Regions from separate parts of the Mus musculus genome. Here region 2 is linked to region 1. The links are chromatin contacts, called in public HiChIP or PLAC-seq maps. All regions are on one chromosome and are shown on one strand. Each heading gives the region's core, a stretch centred on a gene start, on an enhancer-like site or on the middle of the called end of the contact. The rest is flanking DNA. Distances are from core to core; before and after follow the strand shown. Region 1 holds the start of Slc6a3 (solute carrier family 6 (neurotransmitter transporter, dopamine), member 3). Region 2 holds the start of Eprn (ephemeron, early developmental lncRNA).

What was found. HiChIP or PLAC-seq counts read pairs in DNA pulled down with a chosen protein or histone mark.
Region 2: a contact with region 1 is called in an H3K4me3 HiChIP or PLAC-seq map of embryonic stem cells, with 13 read pairs. The contact joins the promoter of Eprn here to the promoter of Slc6a3 in region 1. A contact is called at or near these places in 2 of 39 promoter capture datasets (the C10 cell line and hematopoietic stem and progenitor cells), 2 of 115 datasets of contacts at active chromatin or transcription factors (both in embryonic stem cells) and 2 of 9 other capture datasets (adipose tissue and liver).

Annotation. Positions count from the first base shown.
Region 1 is chr13:73,533,735-73,538,981 of GRCm38.p6, reverse strand. It overlaps Slc6a3 (solute carrier family 6 (neurotransmitter transporter, dopamine), member 3), which reads right to left and starts at 2,235. Exons shown (of 15, transcript NM_010020.3): 1 at 2,122-2,235; 2 at 181-509. The coding sequence starts at 466.
Region 2 is chr13:73,345,437-73,350,033 of GRCm38.p6, reverse strand. It overlaps Eprn (ephemeron, early developmental lncRNA), which reads left to right and starts at 2,650. Exons shown (of 3, transcript NR_045293.1): 1 at 2,650-2,815; 2 at 2,973-3,538.

The sequences.
Region 1 (5,247 bases), core at 986-3,485:
GGTCTTCGTGCTTGTGCAAGAAGCGCTTTACTGACTGACTCATCTCCTCAGCCTTTGCTGTGAGCATTTCTTAAGATCACAGCCCCCACTGTACCATGGTTCCCATGGCCTCCACTGCACCCCTGAGTCCCCTGTCATGGCCCCACCCTCAGAAAGCACAGGAGGCCAGGCCACACTCACCTCCACCATTTTTGTAGCACAGGTAGGGAAACCTCCAGACATTGGCCAGGTCCACAGCGAAGCCGATGACTGAGAGCAGGAAATCGATTTTCTTGCTCCAGGTCTCCCGCTCTTGAACCTCCACTGGTGTCTGCGGTGGGTTGATGAGGGTGGAGTTGGTCAGCTGCACTCCATTCTGCTCCTTGACCAAGATGAGCTCCACCTCTCTGGGGCCCACAGCATTGGGCTCTTTAGCCGGGGCCACCACAGAAGACATTGGTCCCACGGAGCATTTGCTTTTACTCATGGGTAGACGGGAGCCCGAGGAAGTCTGTTTCCTTCTTCTTCGACTTCAACCAACATAAATAAAACAAAACAAATCCATACAGCAATGCGCAGATTCAGTAGACATGTCTAGAGGGTACTTGGGTTGAACACAGAGACCTGAGGTAGTCCAAGCACCTGAAATTCCATGGCTAGGATAAAAGATAGCTAAGGGATGTGCAGGGGCAGGGAGGGAAGGGGTTCACAGAGACTGGAGAGATTGGCTATGGAGACTAGAAATAGACACATCCTCTTTCCTGCCAAAGCCCTCATTCACATTAACGCCGGCTTGTGTGACTTCTATTTGCTTCCTAATAGCAATCTCAGATGCTGCCTGCATTGCTTACCCACATTCCCGGAGCGGGATGGGGGCAACTTTACCCCCTGCCAACAGCATACCACTCACTTCAGTCTTTGCAAGGATGTGTAGCTTTTTTTTAATACTTAGTAGTACAACAAAAAGCAAAGTGAATATAACCAAAATCAGCTACCATAACGAAAAGTTTAAAACAAACGGGACATTGGTTTCTCCAAGGAAAGTGCATACAAACCACCCTGCCCATGACCATGGCTTCACAGGCCTTTGAGCTGACAGAGAGTTACCAGAATGTCACCAGGGGAAGGATCAGGCCACTGCTACACTAGCAGCACTCCCAGAGCAACCCTGCCTTATGCTTCTGCAGAGCCAGGGCCATGGGGCATAAGGGAGGCAGCAGCACTCTCACCCAGTGACAGCCTGTTTCCACTGAACTCAGACAAGCACACTGATAGAAGCCTGACATGTGGGTGACTGCTCTAATGGGGTGACTTTCCTCTGCATCCCTAAACAAAAACTCCTGACAGAAGTTATTTTATGCACCACTTCTCTGTGGCCTCTTTACCCTGGTGACAAACCCAAATGCAAATTCCTCACATGTGTCAAAGATGGGCTAGAGGGTGGCAGCTGCTAGGGAGCAGGTAGGAGAGCTCCCTACGTTGCTTGAGAGACGGCAAGATGCTGAGCAAAGGACCTGGTCCCAGGCTGCCTCCCCAGCTCTCTCACAGACACAGGTACAGAGGTACCTGCCTGCCCCACCCTACTCCTCAACTGACAGCTCAGAGGCGAGGTTTAGGCACAGACAGCAAAATGGCCCCTGAGAAAACATCTTTCTTCACCGGCTGGATCAGGAAACAGGTGGCTCATAAACCAAGATTCTCTGCTTTCTCCCCACAACCTGAGTTCAGCCCCGGCTTACAGAAAAGACAAAAACACAACACAACAAATAAACAAAACGGAGAACGGAGATGGAGCTTTTTGGCATGTTGTGAAAATAACCCCAAGGGCCCATCGCCGAGGGAGGGTCTGTGATGCTCAGCCTCAGCCACAAACAGCCATGTCCCCCTAGGAAGCAACAACCTCCTATGAACCAGGTCTTGAGTCTGGGCTCTGTGGAATCCTATGCTCCGAGAACAGGCACTGAGTGCACACCCCTTAGTTCTGTATGGAAGGAGCTGCTCTCCAAAACCCTGGCTGTGGACAACTTTGAACCCCGTCGGCTATGGTTTCTGCCCCTCGCTCCGCCGGACGGCTGTCCAGAGTCAGTGGAGCAGTGAAGATGCCACTGCCCAGGATACGTAAGAAGCGATCTTGGTCCTTACCTGCCTCCAGCGTCAGACTTCAGCTTTGAGGTCCTGTAAGCCTCCAGTCGCGCTTCACAGCTCTGGCAGGTCTCAGCCTTGAGCTCTTATCGGGCCTCCGGGTCGGTCCGCCTAGCCCCGCCCGCCGTCGGGGGCGCCCACTGGCACTGGCTCCGCCTCTGTTCCGCCCAGGGTGGGCGGAGGACGGGCTGGGCAGCGCCCCTGCACCACTTGGGGACTAGGATGACTTCGGGGAGCCAGAGGCCACTGAGCCTAGGCAGGCAAGGAGTTTGGCAGGTGTCTTTGCAAGGTTATAGAGTCTCGGCCACGTGGGATCAGTGTATCTCCAGGTTGGACGCGTTGCAGACCGGAGGGACAGTTGGTTTCCAGGAGGGAGCAGTCCAAGTCTCCGTCCCTGTTCGCTCTCCTCGGCCAGCGCCTGCATGAGTCTCCCAACAACTGGTTTCAGCAAGGTTGTCAGAAACAGATCCCGGGAAGAGAGTGAAGTGGCGAGCGCATGTGGATCTGTGCGGAGCTCCCAAGGCTCACCCGGGTCTCCCCAGTTCTCCCTTCGATGTTGTATGACTCTCCGACCCTGCTCCCTTGTCCCTGAACAACCAACCTGCGAGCAAGATTTTCCAACTCCAGTTCCGCTCGGAGACAAAGCAAGTGGGACGCACCTCCCGGTGCTGTGGAGGTGGCCCACCTGCGTTCCTAGCCAGGTCACAGCAAGTCTCGTCCTTGCCCTGACCAGTTTGCTCAGGCACTCTTCCCTCCTCACTCCGTGAGCACCTTAGGCACTAAAGTTCCAATACCCCTTTGATGGGTCCTGATTCTCTGCCACCTTTCTCAGGTCCCATGGTCACAAGTGCATGTTTGTAATGTGTGCCTCTGTTCTCTTCTGAGCATACTTTTTTACTCAGATCCGGGCCATCTGATCCAAACTCGAAGGCTCCTTCCAGTCAGCCTGCTTCAGAAACCGATTTTCCTGGAGGGACCTATAAAGCCTGTGTGGCCAATATTCCTGTTTCAAGGGCTAAAGGACCAGGAACTGGAATCGTCCTGCCCAGATGGGCGTGACATTCGGCCACCCAGGGAGGTCCAGGACACCCAGATGTGAGCAGGTCCTAGGGTAAGCCCTTTTCCTCTCTGCATGCCTTCCCCATTCCCAGCACCCCCTCATGCCCTTCCTTTCCATTTCTGCTTTCCCTGAGAATAGCTGAGAGGTTTGACCAGAGTGAGGGACCCTAGAAGAAGTATCTCACCTGCAGGCTCCACTAAACCAAGTTCCTAGCAGTGTCTCCTACTAGTTGGGACCCCAAAATGGCTGGGCCCTTATCTTCCTGGTTCCTTCTCTGTGCCCACGTCCTGTGGCCTTATCGCTTCCCTTCAGCCCCCCAAAATGAGGCTGATGCCTAGCAGGAGCTGTTTTTAGAGCTGTTTTTCCAAGTGAGATTAGAATGGGGAGGGCACACTGCTACAGCTGTCAGTGGTCCGCTGGAGCTGCTGTGGAGAAACATTACAACCTTGGAGTCAGTCAACAAACATTTATTCCTGTAAAGGCTTAGAAGTCTCAGATCCCCAGGGAGGATTTGGAGAGAGCTGCTCCCACGGCAAATGGGAAGTTCTCTAGGGTCTCCCTAGGGCAGAGGTGTGCAGAGCTCCCCAGGACCATTTTATAAGACAAAAAAAAATTTTTTTTTGAGGAGAGCCAATGAAACCCAAGACCTGACTCTAAATAGCATCTGACACGAGAGGGTATGGTTTCCACATGTAGATGAGGGTAGGGGAATAATGTCCTTGGTATTCCAGCTGGTAATAGGGACTTGAGGAGATAATGGTAATCACCTCCAGTTGCTAACACACTAAAGGCTATCTCTTTGCCTCTATTCTGTCATAAAACAGTGTTATGCAAATACCTCTTACATTAAAGAGGCTGGTCTTTCCTGGACCTCACAACTGAGTTAATAGATTCTGGGATCATCGAAGACATAATCTTCCATCCTACTTTGTAACCAGCCTTTTGAAGTTTAACTTGCCTTTAAGAGAACAATGTAACAAGCAACTTTACTTGCCTCAGTTTCCCAAGTAGTGTGCCCTCTCACAACCTACACTAATACATAACTTTAATCTTAAGTTATATACTCTTCCATGGCCCTGATCCAGAGTTGTGTGTGTGTGTGTGTGTGTGTGTGTGTGTGTGTGTGTGTGTGTGTTGTGGTAATCATTTGCTGAAATTAGCAAATGGCCTGGAAGCAACCTTATACAACAAATATCCACAATCATTGGAATCAACCTGTGGATATAGCTTGATAAAGTTTTCTTGTTAGTACTGAGTATTTCTAGGTCAGTTAGAATCAATAACTTAATACCATGTAAAACTCTGTTGAAGATTTCTGTAGAGAATTTCTCATTTCTCATACTATGCTTTCTGCTCTGCTCAATACATACAGAGTGGGGACACTCTTGTTGGGGACAGACAGAAGATACAGGACAGACTCAGGGAAGTGAAAGACTCAGACTTGGGCTCACTAATCAGCCAAGCATTAGCAAGGGAGGAGAGTTGAATTTTTAATTCCTAAATGTGACACCAAAGCATTTTGGTGACTTTGAGGTTATCTTTAGTGCATTTTACCAACATGGTGTTCAGTAGTGATTCTGTTGTCAAGAAAGGGGCAGGAGCCCAATGTAGGCCTCCTGAAGTCATCTGAAAACAACTGATGTCATCAAGTAAACCAGATGGCTGAGTAAGAAAGGAAATAGCTAGAGGATCATTTAAGAACAGAGGTACAGGGCAGATCTTAGGTTCATACCACTCATAAAACAGAGACAAAATCCAAGAAGAGCCCCGAGGATACAAAAGAATGATCTGCACTACCCAGGGTGTATGGAAAGAAATACCATTGCACAATGGGACCTTTAGACTACCTATGGTGTGAGGAGTAAAGTAACAAAGTGAGGTGGCATACAGACAAAACACACCAGCTTAGTAGTGTCAAAGCTCAGTGACAGGGAGAGACCATGTGATGCATATATTGGTCAACGTCCCATATCCAGGAAACCTTTACTCCTGCCACACCTGATTCCTAACCATGCAGCTAGGACAGTAGGACTTTGTGTGCTCTCAGAGAAATGAGTTGAGGGGAC
Region 2 (4,597 bases), core at 1,401-3,900, 190 kb after region 1:
AATGTCACTGGGAGGCATGGTAAAACAGATGAGCTCCCAGGATGGCATGAGCCTACTGCAGCAAGGCTGCAATGTCCACAAGGATGGGGTCTCTGCACTGGGCTAAGGAGCTGCTTAGCCAGGGTGCATCCAAGGACCATAAGGTCTGGCTACCCACAAATCCCTAAAAGCATGGGTCAGAAGCTGCTCATAGGAAACCAGCCTGTGCTCAGCCTGTGTTTCAGCCTTGGGTAGTTCAGGTGGACGACCAGGCATGGCCAGCATCACACATCCAAAAGGACAGGACGCCAGTACAAAGTAGGACTGATCCAGGCATGGGGTGAAGATGATTGTGAGGAGAGTCAAACATGGCCTCAGCTCACTTTTTTTCTTTTCATACAGTCAAGGATTTCCTGTCTAGGAAATAGTCCTATCTGTAACTAACATGGGTATTTCCATGTCCAGAAGCCCATCTCCCAGAGTGCTCTAGATTCTGTCAAGTTGACAACATTAACCGTGCCATGAGGTCTATAAGAGTCAGAGGACTAGACAGTCTACATTTTCTATTTTTTCTTCAGTTGATTTTTGATAACTTTTGACCTTTAAATACCATGATGTCCATGTCTCCTGGTTGCCAAAGGTGACAGCATGAAGCTGCTCAGAACATCATTTACCTTGTTGGCAAGGGCAGGACCTGTCACGATAACCCCAGGTCACCTGCTTTCTTAAAGAACCCAAGATCACAAGCCCAGGGATGGCACCACCCAAAGTGGGCTAGGTCCTCTCTCTTAATCACTAACTAAGAAAATTCCCTGTAGTCTTATGATGGTTTGAATAAGCTTGGCCTAAGGATCACACCCCAGTTGACACAGGCTGTATTTGACTTCAGTGCTGGTGTCTTTCAGTTTACTGCTCTTAGAAGGATTTCTCTGTTGTTCTACATTTCATTGGTTTCCATGCTGTTTCTGTTTATTGTTCTATTTCTCATATTTTTGTATGAGTGTGGTGTATGTGCATGTGTGTGTGAGTACATGTACCTTAGCATATGAGGCCAAATGAATATATCTGGTTCCTACCCTATTATGCCAAGCCTTAAGAACAACAACCCTCGAACTGTGAGGCTGTCACAGACAAGAGAGACTATTTACTTAAATGGTCAATTTTTGTTTAAAATGGCCACTCAAATTAAAAGTAAAATTGGGGATCTGGAAAGAGGCTCAGCAGTTAAGAACACTGACTGATCTTCCAGAGGACCAGAGATCAAAGGGTTCTAAGTCTAACTAGAGAGCTATTGGTTACTGTCTTAGGATTTCATTGTTGTGAACAGACACCATGACCAAGGCAACTCTTATAAGGGACAACATTTAATTGGGGCTGCCTTACAGTTTCAGGGTTCAGTCCATTATCATCATGCCAGAATACATTGGAGCATCCAGGCAGACATGGTGTTGGAGAAGGAGCTGAGAATTCTGCATCTTGATCTGAAGGCAGCCAGGAAGAAGACTGTCTTCCAGGCATCAAGGAGAGGGGTATCAAATCCCACCCCTACAATGACACACTTCCTCCAACAAGGCCACACCTACTCCAACGAGGCCACACCTCCTAATAGTGCCACTCCCTGGGCCGAGCATGCTCAGATACGTGAGTCTATGGGGGCCAAACCTGTTCAAACCACTACAGTTAGAGTCAAGATTTGGATGCCACTCCTGTACCTTTGGGGCTATCATGCCACTCTGATCATAACTGTGGTACACAGGTGTCATAGCTGGGTAGACTATTGTTTGCTGTCTTCCTTTAGAAGCTGGGATGGAGCCTTTCTGGTACCATGAAGTTTAGTTTTCAGAAAAGAGGCTTTCAGGTCAGTTCCAGCTCAGGTGCTTTTAGTCCTGTGTCTGAAGTGCACGGTGTCTCCAGGAATGGGGACTTACTTTCTACCTCTGGCAGGCAGCCAAGTGAAATAGCAACGGCCTATGAGGTTTTAGGAGGCTCTTAGACAACACTGACCAACAGTTCGAAAGTAGACAGGCTTTTTGGCCTGGCGTTGGAATTTCTCCTCATCATAGACACCTACCATACCTTGCATGCCTGATAGACTACTTACCATAAAAAAAAAAAGATGAAGCTGAATGGTGTCCTCTTAAATGGCCTATGAGGTTTTAGGAGGCTCTTAGACAACACTGACCAACAGTTCGAAAGTAGACAGGCTTTTTGGCCTGGCGTTGGAATCTCTCCTCATCATAGACACCTACCATACCTTGCATGCCTGATAGACTACTTACCATAAAAAAAAAGATGAAGCTGAATGGTGTCCTCTTAAACTCATCTCAAAGCTGTAGCTCCCATGATAGGAACCATTATGTTACATAATATCCATTTCACCTGTGTTGTTGCATAGTATCCATTTTGCCTAATTTTGTCTATCGGGGCTTTTCTAAGCATGTTCCCTTGGTTAAATGAAGCCCAGATAGGCTAAGGGCTGCCAGTTCCTCTGAGGCTGCCACATTTCATATATTAACCTTAATGTTTCATTTCAGTCCCTGTTCTCAGGTCCTAATTTCTCCTTGAGAGGTGTGGTCCAAAAATCTCTTCAGGGAGCAGAAGGGTGATGGTCAGTTAATCTTTTAACTACTTCCATGACGTTAAGAGGAGGGGCTAGTCCCTGCCTAAAGGGATCACAGATTACCTTCAGTGGTTGGGGAGGAGTAGTTGGATTTTCAACAGCAGGGATCGACTGGAATCCCCATGTAATAGGTGTGGTATGTGTACTCTATTTCTTCCCTCATGGTGTCTAGGCACTGCTACACACCAGGCTGGAAGGAAGCAGAGGCCAGAAGAGGTGAGGTCTGTAGGGAAAGAGCTGGGGCAGAGCCGGGGTGGGAATGGGGGCCGAGAGGGGGCTTCTCCAGGGATTTTATTAGATATTTTCTTTATTTACATTTCAAATGTTATCCCCTTTTCTGGTTCTCCCCCCCCCCAACACCCCTCTTGGACAGAATCCTTCTGGTCGCCATCTGAGCCTGGAGCTAAGGCTGTTCCACAGCCCTCTCTACACAGGTTCCGCCAGAGAGAGCTGGTCTCCCAGGAGTGCTGACAGGGCTTGCAGGCCCACAGGAGGGACAAGCTCCAGCCAGAGACAGAAAGACCAACACCAGAAATAACCAGATGGCAAAAGGCAAGCGCAAGAACCTTACCAACAGAAACCAAGGCTACTTGGCATCAGACCCCAGTTCTCCCATCACAGCAAGTCCTGGATACCTCAACACACCGGAAAAGCAAGATATGGATTTAAAAATCACATCTCATTATGCTGATAGAGGATTTTAAGAAGGACATAAATAACTCCCTTAAAGAAGTACAGGAGAACACAAGTAAACAAATAGAAGCTTTAAAGAGGAAACAAAAATCCCTTAAAGAATTTCAGGAAAACACAACTGAACAGATGAAGGAATTAAACAAAACCATCCAGGATCTAAAAATGGAAGTAGAAACAAAAAGAAATCACAAAGGGAGACATCTCCCCGGATTTTAATGGAACAGCTCTCTTAGACAATCTTAGTTTGTGAGTATTCCTTTATTTGGGGTGGGTTTGCATGCATACACCCCTGGATAGTGGGAAGGGGTTCTTCTTAGGGTTAAGTTTCATTGGAGTTTAAAGTACTGTGAATGTCTCCTTTGTGTGGAAAGGCATTCCAGGAATTCCAGATATGTGCAGGGCAAGTTTGGGGTTGGGGCAAGGGTGGGGGAGGGAGGACTATGTGACATTCTTCAGGTAGAAGATTGTGGGTCAGAGGTCGGGTTCCCCAGATCGGGCAGAGAAGAAACCCACCTAAGAAAATGGAGTCCTACATATTGTATCAAGCTCAAAGGAGCTATCTGCACAGGATAGACTATAATTTTGGTAGCAAGAAGCAACAAATAGGGTGTTACATATTCTAGAAGATACAGACTTTACAAGATCGAAACACAGAGTTTAAAGTGAGAATAACAAGGTTCTAACTGTTGATGGTCCCAGAGAGGGCGAAAGTCAGGAGAACCAGGGCCATATTTGTTCCAGGAGATTCCTCTTCAAGGTCTGATCCCTTGGATTGTAAAGCAACAACAAAATCATACCGATGACAGAGCAGATTAAAAGGAAGATAGGATAAGATTTTAACCACTGAATACTGAAAATGTCAGATGAAAAAGTCGTGAGAAAGACAGAATTAAGTAAGGTTATTGTTACCGATTTAGATAAATCTACATCAATAGGCTTATATAAGTAAAGCCTATCTTGAGGGGTGGCTAGAGAGATCGTTCAGTGGTTAGGAGCACTTCCAAAGGACCAGGGCTTAGTTCAGTACCCACGTGGCAGCTCATAACCATCTCGAACTCCAGTTCCAGGGATCTGGCACCCTCTTCTGGCCTCCAAGGGCATTGCCCTCACATGACATACTGCCATATCTGTAGGCAAATGTAAAGATAAATAGAACCTATCTTTGTATTATACCTGGAGTGGTTGTGTTTGTCCTATCTTGTGTGTCAGTAGACCATACACAGGATTTAATAGGAAGGCCTGTACGTGTCCTAAATTATTGTCTCTTTTGAAGTTTAGTTTAGTTTTTATTTTGTATTTTATTGC